Linked DNA regions of Canis lupus: region 1 is linked to region 2. The links are chromatin contacts, called in public Hi-C maps. All regions are on one chromosome and are shown on one strand. The core of a region is the stretch at or near the end of the contact, and the rest is flanking DNA. Distances in the headings are between cores, read along the strand shown.

Region 1 (4,525 bases), core at 340-2,839, 62 kb after region 2:
ACAAAAAGTCCCATCTTTCTGCTAAATGGCTCTCTAATATTTTACAATGATTTGCAGCAAATTGCAGAGTAAACTAAGAGTGAGCCTTCTGAAGAACTTGAACGGAGTTATGACAGATGGCTTGGTACCAAACCAGAAGCATGGAAGCAGAAATAACGATGGAAGGTGTTTTCAGACCACTCCTTTCAGGGTGGGAGTGGTTTGCAATGGCGGGAGTTGGCTCTCCAAGTTACCCCTGTACCAGAGCTGCTCTGGTCACCGGCTTCATGAGCTCCTCTGTCTTGTTCAGACCAGTTAGTGCTGGTTTTTCCTAAGAATTCATGTGCTTTTTGGTTGGTTCAGAAGTTAGTCACTGTGTACCAGGCACTGTATAGACACCGACTGATGGAGTCTTCTGAGCAGCATATCGTGCATGGAAGTTACTCTCCCTCATTTGTTTCATTCCAGGTGTGTCTGGAGGTCTGGAGGGACCTTTCTTCCCCCTGGATCTCAGATCAGTGGATAGCTGAGAAAGGGGATGCCTCCCTCCTCTGCCTTCCTGAGGAGGGTGTGTAAAGTAATGGTCCCACACCACTTTGCTAGCACAAGGAAGGTGTTGCCTGTGGATCTTAGACTGAGAGGTGGGGTGGGAAGCAGCAGGGAGAGCTGAGGCCCTGGGTTGACCCCAGTAGAGCCAGCATTGGCACTGGACAGTCTTGGTGGGCAGATCCCTTTGCTCCCCCTCTTTCTCCTGTCCTTGCCCCAGCTCACCCAAGCATTCCCTAAATTAGGACAGCAGAGCAAAGTGTCACCAGGTTGATGCCTCTGATTTTGTGAAGGGGAGGTAGATGGTCTTTTCTAGGCTTTTGTCCACCTCAGACACTGTAGTAGCTCAGTTATAGAAGGGAAGACATAATGTTTTCCGTCCCATCTCTGGTTCCAAGGACTCCATTTAATGCCAAAAATATGGTAGTGGTTGTAGTTTTTAAACATCATTCATTGAGAGAATACATAATGATGAAAGCTCCTACCAATATAGTAGCAGTAGGAATTTTAAATTAATTTATATTTTATTAATTTCAGCTACATCTCCATTCACTTGGAAACTCTGAGTGTACACGTGTGGGACCTGTGATCTGTCCGAAGAGTAAGCAGTGCTGGCTGTGCACATGGATCCTGGGCCCCGGCTCACACATGGAGGCCCCTTCCTTTGGTGGCAGTAGTTGCCAGCATGGGGAGGGGGATGAGCTGCCTTACAAGTCATGTTCTCAGGCTGACCTCTTTTCTCAAACTTTTCTCTTGTCTCAGCTAATGATGGGAAACATGTGCAGACAGCTCTAGTCAAAGACAACCAATGCCTTATTTACATGGGGCTGAGCTGTTTGGAAATGTGGCTTGAGTCCCCGGGCTATCTGTGAGAGCGCTGCCCTGCCTGCTGACATCTCTGGGAGTCTTGCTTTCTGTGGGTGACAGCGCTAGAAAGCTTTTCCTCTGTGCAGCAGGTCAGCTCTCTGAATGCTGGAGCGGGGGATGGGGAAGGGTGCTGTGGTGGGCCCTGTGCTCCCTCGGCCCATCCTCTCTTACTTCACGCAGTACTCTAGCATACCTAGTTGCCTAGTTTGTTGGCCCGGCGTAAGGAGTGGTAGCACCAGCAGTGGCAGGCACGCTTCTCCAGGAGTGACCCTTTAGTCACTGACCCAAGAGTGCAAACGGCCGAGCAGTCTGAAACAACTCCATCCAGGCCCGTGGAGGCCTGCTACATCACATCCGGGAGCAGTGTTTATACTGAGGAGCCTGAGTCACCAAGAAAGGGAAGAAGTTGCAGGGTGTTTCAGACAGGTTTCTGACTAAAATAGTTTAAAAAACATATTATCTCTTAAGGCTTAATGTTTTGGTTTTATCTAGGAGCTTAAGTGGCTGTGCTGGGTAAGTGCCGCAGGGTCCCTTGTGTGACCTGCATAGTAATTGTGCTCAAGGAGAGACCCACTTGCCCCCAGAGTTCCTTCCTGTCTCCCGAAGAAAGGACAGGAGTTCACAAAACGCTCATTAGGGCTGACCTGCTGGAGGAATGGAGGGAAGTCTGAGGAGTCTCAAAGGCTGGAGAGTATTTGGAGATATCGTTACACTAATTTAGTGCCTCTCACTCTTGGGAAGGCTTTGATTGGAAACCCTTGACTCAATTATAGACACAGAGTCCAAGTCAGTAACAGCGGAAATGTCACTTAGATACATATTTCCTCTTACACTATTTGTGATCTCTCCCCCCTCTCCCTGCACTAGAGAAATGTGTTATTTCTGAAGCCCCTGTAAGGCAGTTCGGCAGAAGAGAAAGGGTGGCCTGATCTGAGTTCCTACTTCACCACCTACCAGGCTTGTGACCTTGGGTGATTGGCCCACCTCTCAAATCCATTTCTCCCCATGTTCTAAGGCAATGGTGGTGGGAGCCCCAGAGGGCTTGCACAGGCATTGATGTGAGAAGGGGGACAGTACTCACAGTTGGCCCATGGCCTTGAGGGGTTGGTTATCGATGGACCCATCAATGCAGGAATGATGGAAAGATCTAGTGGGTCATTCATGCTGTCATCTGTCCAAAATGTTACCGAGCCAAAAGGTTTTGCAATGTAACTTGGCTGACAACCGTCTTCCCTCCTGTATGCGGGGGCAGGTGGGGATGCTTTTCCTGCCTTCCTGAATTGCTCTTGGAGGTGAGGTCAGGGGGCAGCTTGCTCTCCAGCTTCTCACTGGCAGCCCTGGGCTCACACACACTGTCTTAACTTGTGTTGTCATTTCTTGGTGCTGGTTAAATATTCCTCATAATGACAGGCCTGCATGGCAAAGTCCAGTGGATCTTAGGAATCTCTTTGAAAATGAAGCTTTAAGACTTCGTGCAGGGGGTGGGGGGTGGCATGTGTTAATTATAGATAAAGCAGAAAAAACCGTGATTATGGAGAATGTCTAAAGATGTATAAAGCAATGGTGTGGAAAAGCCATGGAAATTGTATTGGTTTCCCAGGAACAACCTGACAAAGTACCACAAAGTAGAGGGAGGAGTAGATTGTGTCACAGTTCTCGAGGCTAGAAGTCCAAGGTCAGGATGTCAGCAGTGTTGGTTCCTTCTTGAAAGCTGTGAGTGTGGATCTGCTCTTGCCTCTCTCCTGACTTCTGGTAGCCTCAAGCATTCCTTGGCTTGTAGATGGCATTCTCCCTACGTCTTCACATTGTTTCTCCTCTGTGTGTGTGTCACTTTGTTCAGATTTCCCGCTTTTCTATAAGGACACCAGTCATATTGACCTCATCTTACCTTGATTATCTACAAAGACTCTTTCCAAATGAGATCACATTTACAGGTCCTGGGGGTTAGGGCTTCACCATCTTTTGGGGGAAACACAATTCAACCCAAAACAAATTCAAAGCAATCTATACTAGAAAGTAGGATGAAAAAAAAAAAAAAAAAAAGAAAGTAGGATGACCGATAGATATATGAAAATATGCTCAACTGCACTGGTAACTGGAGAAATGCAAGTGAAAACATCAAGGAGGAATGACTGTGTACCACAAGAATGGTAGAAATCCACGGGCCGCTGAAGCTGGACAGCATAGAGGCCGCACATCGGCCGAGGTGGTGACACATTGCTAGCAGAGGCGGTGCAGAGTGGACAGCTACGTCATAAAGGGTTCTGGCAACATCTGTTGACGTCTAGAAGGTGGTGAGCTCTGCAACCCAGTGGTGTACTTCTAAATATCTTCCTGGGAGACACCCAGAAACCCTTGCACCCAGGGACAGAGATCTGCAAGGATGGAAGCACCACGGGGTTATTTATAATAAGGACAAGGCAGAGATGGTCCAGATGCCTGTCAGTAGAAGAATGGATAAATACATCATGGTGTATTCATACGAAGTAATCCCATGCAGCAGGGAAATAATCTAGGTCAGGACGTGAGTAGAGCCCCAAAACCACGTGAGGGAGGAGAGCATGATTTGAAGTCAGAACATACAGTCTGATACCATGATGTCAATTTGAAACGTGCTTCATAGTATTTACAGATAGACTAGGTGGCGAGAGTTCATAAGCACAAATGGGAAGACTCCCCAAATACAGGGCAGCGGTGCATCTAGGGATGAAGAGGGGGAATGAGTTGGCGGGGGCGGGGGGGCGCATGAAGGAAGGGCTCCAGCTGTGTCTGCCATGTTCTGCTGCATTGGTTACTGCCAGAATTTCCCATAAGAGGAAAGAGAAGGTCTAAAGCGAATTCCATATGTGATTTCATTTGTCCATCCTGGGCGGTGGGTACATAGGTCTTTGTCATCTTCCCCCCTGCTCTGCCCCTCTCCTGAGAGGAAAAGCTGCAAGGAAAAGGCTTTGGAGCCAGTCACATAAAAATTAAAATCCTTGTACTGTACTGGTTTTGCAACTTTAGATGAACTCCTTAGCCTCTCTGAACCTCAGTTCACTCATCTATAAAATGGGGATGATACTTAACTCTGCGCTGTAGTGAGGGCTTTAATAAGACAGTTAGATCTAGAATATGGTCTGGCAATTAGCAT
Region 2 (4,331 bases), core at 796-3,295:
ACTCATTTTAAAAAAGGCAGACTTCTTCAGGGTGGTGGAAGTAGCGAGTGACTGGGCTCATTTCTTGTGAAATTAATATACTGCAGTTTTTAAAAACATCTTTTTTTTCAGTGATCAAGAAATCACAAAGTCTTAAGGCAATATCTGGTGGCTTGTCTTTGTCATTGTGTAATATGATATTCTCAAACCAAACCAAAACAAAATAAAACATAACGATCCGCTTAAGAGAGGGATAGAGGGATTGCTAGGAAATTGATACCACATTACTTTTTTATGTCTTTAGTTGGGGGTGGTGAGGAAAGGCTTACGGAAAGCTCCACCAGGTTGATTTGTTGTTCTGTAGTCTGTAATATACTTGAGAGTAGTCTGCTTGAAGCTTCCCTCTTTTGGGGGGAGGAAGAAACTTTGATTTTGAAAGTTGAGTAGATATGTAGGATGATTTGCTATAGTTTGTTTGGTTTAAACATCTGCTGCTATTTTCCTTACTACGAAAGTTAACGTTATATTAACACCAAAATAAATACACAGGAAATGAAGAAAAGCACAGCAAAACTTGAGTGGTGTTTTTAGTGGGTTGTTTATGTACTGGTGGTTTTCTTAGTATAAACACTGCACACATCTGCTCTGAACTCAAAAGGGTGTTTTGAGGATGGGCATAAATCTCAGATGGGAATTTTTTTTTTTTTTGGTAAGAAAAGTTGGAACCATTGCTATTTCTTTAAATCCAGTACTTTGGAAATATTCATATTAAACATAGCAGCTCACCAGCATTCCAGGGAAGTTATTTGGAAAATGGAATGTACAGTTGGTGTAGGCAGCATTTGATTTCATTTACGGCACAGGCAGGTTTTACATCTCTTAAGAATAAGGGGCAATTTAATTTTCTGAGGTTTTAGTTTTAAAAATTAAGATGCGGATGGTTATTCTTATTCTCTAGGTTATACCAAATTCCTTAGTTGTATTGTACACTGCCGTACTCTGCAAATTAAACCATGTGTCTGCACTGTCATTTCTTCAGCTTCTGTGGCAACATATACACAAATAGATCATTTTTAGCCAATTATTTTGTAGCATGCAGGGCCTTCCTAAAGTCCTACAGTTAGATGACTCTAAATGGCTCAAATATGGACACTGCTTGGTGACTGCTGTCTGGCACCTGACTTTCACCATAGTAGCCTGGAAGCATAATTGAAGAAGAAAATAAAGGAAAAAATTAACTTCAGATAGGTTTGGGGTGAGACCCATTGGATAGGAGAAGGAGAGGATTGGCAAAGGGCAGAAAGAATCTGGCTAATTTCTGGAAACCAATTACCTTCATTGGTAATGAACAAATTAGTAGAACTCTGCTTGTGTTAATGAGTCTGTTCAAAAACCTTATGGTTTATTACCACACTCAACAGTTTACCAGCTAATCACTCATGATCCTACTGAATGTTCAAGTTATACCCACTTGAACCCCAATTTTGCCTGTATCTCCATGAAAAGGTCATAGGCTAACCTCGGCCTTCAATTTTCCCCAGTGAATTCCTGAGAATATTCCACTAGTAGATTGGAAGCCTCATGAAGGCAGGGCATTTTTTCTTGGTCACCACTGTATCCTGGCGTCCTGACACAGTGCCTGATTTGGCTCCCAGGAAGTAGCTGACTCAAAAAAAAAAAAAAAAAAAATCCATGAAATCTCTCCAGTGGCAGCATAGTCACTATTGTATAATTTAGTACTTTGTTATATATATCTTGTATTCCTTATCTAATTATTGCAGAGCTGTACAGGGCCTTAGGTATATCTTAGACATTTGACTTTTTTTTTGGCCAGGGAAACTGAGGCCCAGAGAGTTAAATTGTTCAAGTTTATTCAGAAAGTTTGTAGCAGAAATGAGTTGTTGTGAGGGCTCAGTGGTTTCGATTAGTCTCTGCTTTTTCTGTAGCATTACTGCCTCTCCACAATCATTTTATGTCTTGTCTCCTTAATTATTAGCTCCTTGATGATAGGGACCGGCTCTGTAGTGCAGACCCTCCCAGCTCCCAGCTCCCAGCATGGGGATGACATCTTAGATTACGAGTGCATGGTGAGCCTGTCCTGGAGTCCTCATTGCTTTGAAGCCAGTTGCTGGCCTAGGTTCCCAGGCTGTTGTGATGTCACGAAAGAGAGTAATGAGAACTGTAGGTGACCAGCCTTGTTGGAATTCGTTCTCCCTGCTGCTCTGGCACTTAGAGATTTTCTTTACTTTTTTTCTGATTGTGCAGAGGAGGAGGCCCTGGGTAATGCCAGTTCACAAAGAGTGTTTTCCCAAGGGAGTAGAGAACTGGTTAGACCATTGATTTTTCTCAAGATGGCTGATGGTTATATTTACATAATTACGTGGTGCTGAAAACATAGGTCCTAATAAATGTGCTCATGGTTGGCTATGGCTTTAAGCTGCTGTTAGTGATACTTTAATTATGGGTTAAGAGCCATTAGTGTGTAATTTGGTAGAAGAATTCTCCCCTTTTAATTTAATAGTGCGATTTATATTGGGAGAAAGTAAGAATAAATTGCATATTGTGATCATCTGAAAGCTTAAGAGTGGAGTATTCTAAGTTCCTCACATTTTGAGCTCTTCATTGTTTTAGAACATAATTATCACTTATTTCATCACAGGCTACACTTAAATTAATTTTCTGGAATTGAAAGGAAAATGCACACGAGTTGTTGAGTGAGACTGTGCCAGAGATAGGAGCAAGGTTGGGTGACGGATTTCTTTTGTTTTCTGCCAGTCTAACTAGCAGCAGTTTAGCATTCTTTGTCTAATGAGTTCAGAGGCATCAGGAAACTTAGAGTACTGGGTACTGTTAAGGTGAAAAGGCCACAGAGCAGAGCCATTTGAGACCGCCTATGTTCCCCAGCCCTGCATATCAAGTGACCAGCTCTTGATCCAGGGATGTATTCTGAAGTAGAACATCTGCAACTGTTTTGCTGTGGAAATTCATTTTACTTCAGCATTTTATTTGCAGGAGAGGGTCCAGAGTGAGGAGAGGGAGAGGGACAGAAGAGAGGTAAAGGGGAGGGGAGAGGGGAAGAGAGGGATGGGGACGGAGAGGCAGGGAGGGGAGGGGGGAGCCCAGAGAGGGGGAGAGGGGAAGGGGGGAGGAGGCGGCCGAGAGGAGCCTGATGAGTAAAACATGCCCAGGTGAGCCCAAGAGATCTCCTGCAAGAGATCTGGCCAGTTTGTATTTCTTCTAATTACAGTTTGTGAAGGGAAGGTGTGATTATATCCTCCTTCCTTCCAGCTCCCCACCCTTGTTTCTCTCCTGTCCTCTGGAAGGATTATTTTACTTGGCTGTTTATCTCTTGGAGCCTACACATGGCTTTGTTTTGGAAGGCAGATTTCTCTTCCTTCCTTCCTCCTTCCCTTCCCTATTGTCTGCATGGCCTTCTATTCCTAGGGTGTTGCGATTTGTTGCTGTAAGGATTTTTTTAAACACACCATAAGATACAAAAAAAAAAAAAAAAAAAAAAAAAAAAAAATCCCCCCCCCAGCATGTGAGAAGATTCAAAACCTCTCAATATAGCCTCTCAATATAGCCTTGTTCTGCTCAATTGTTGCAGAAAACTTGGTTTTGTCTGAAGAAATTAGATCCAGACTTAGCACGTCTGCATGTATACAGATATATAAAACTAGTCTTACCAGGGATTGTTTCTGGTTATATCTGTTTTATCTCCGTATCTGAACATTTATTCAATGACTGTTCATGTAAATGGCATTTCTGTTTTGCATATTGAGCTCATTGGAAGTATTCTCTAGCCTTGCTGATCAACATCAGTTTGTCCTACAGACTAGTCCCTCTCCCTCATGGTTTTTTTTTTTTTTAAGATTTTATTTTTAAGTAAACTCTACACTCAGGGTGGGGCTCAAACCTAAAATCTGGAGATCAAGAGTTGCACGCTCCACTGACTGAACCAGCCAGACGCCCAATCCCTCTTATTTCTTAATGAACTCCTATCAACCACCCCACCCCCACCCCCCAGCCTGAAAAATGATTTTATTTTCTCCATTTGGTCTCTTTTTGCTTTCCAGAATGTTACATGTTCTGCTAAGTTCTAAGGAATCATTTCCATCCATTTGCTTTGTTATCTTGCCTTCTTTTCTGCACTTTCCCCTCCTTTTTTAAAAGAATGGTATAGATTGGTACATTATTGGGGTATTACAGAATATGTTTAAATCCTAACAATGTGAATTACTACTAGTTGAAAGAATGCATATTTACCCTCAATAAAGTAGATAATTTATTCTTCAAGTTATCTTTAATTTGTTGCTAATTTATATGATCTTTCTGAACTCTTACTATTTTGT

What was found. Hi-C and Micro-C count contacts between places; a contact is called where the count stands out from the background.
Region 1: a Hi-C map of skin fibroblasts shows a contact between it and region 2, with 2.2 times the contacts expected there. The contact joins two enhancer-like sites. A contact is called at or near these places in 2 of 9 Hi-C or Micro-C datasets (blood and skin fibroblasts).

What each region holds. Positions count from the first base shown.
Region 1 is chr20:6,968,377-6,972,901 of UU_Cfam_GSD_1.0, forward strand. The region is part of intron 3 of VGLL4 (transcription cofactor vestigial-like protein 4); the gene reads left to right. Among named protein-coding and RNA genes, the nearest start is that of VGLL4, 150 kb to the left of the region's middle. Within about 2 kb of position 1,590, at least 2 of the 20 cell types and tissues checked have an H3K27ac peak or open chromatin away from gene starts, as enhancers often do.
Region 2 is chr20:6,906,421-6,910,751 of UU_Cfam_GSD_1.0, forward strand. The region is part of intron 2 of VGLL4 (transcription cofactor vestigial-like protein 4); the gene reads left to right. Among named protein-coding and RNA genes, the nearest start is that of VGLL4, 83 kb to the left of the region's middle. Within about 2 kb of position 2,046, at least 4 of the 20 cell types and tissues checked have an H3K27ac peak or open chromatin away from gene starts, as enhancers often do.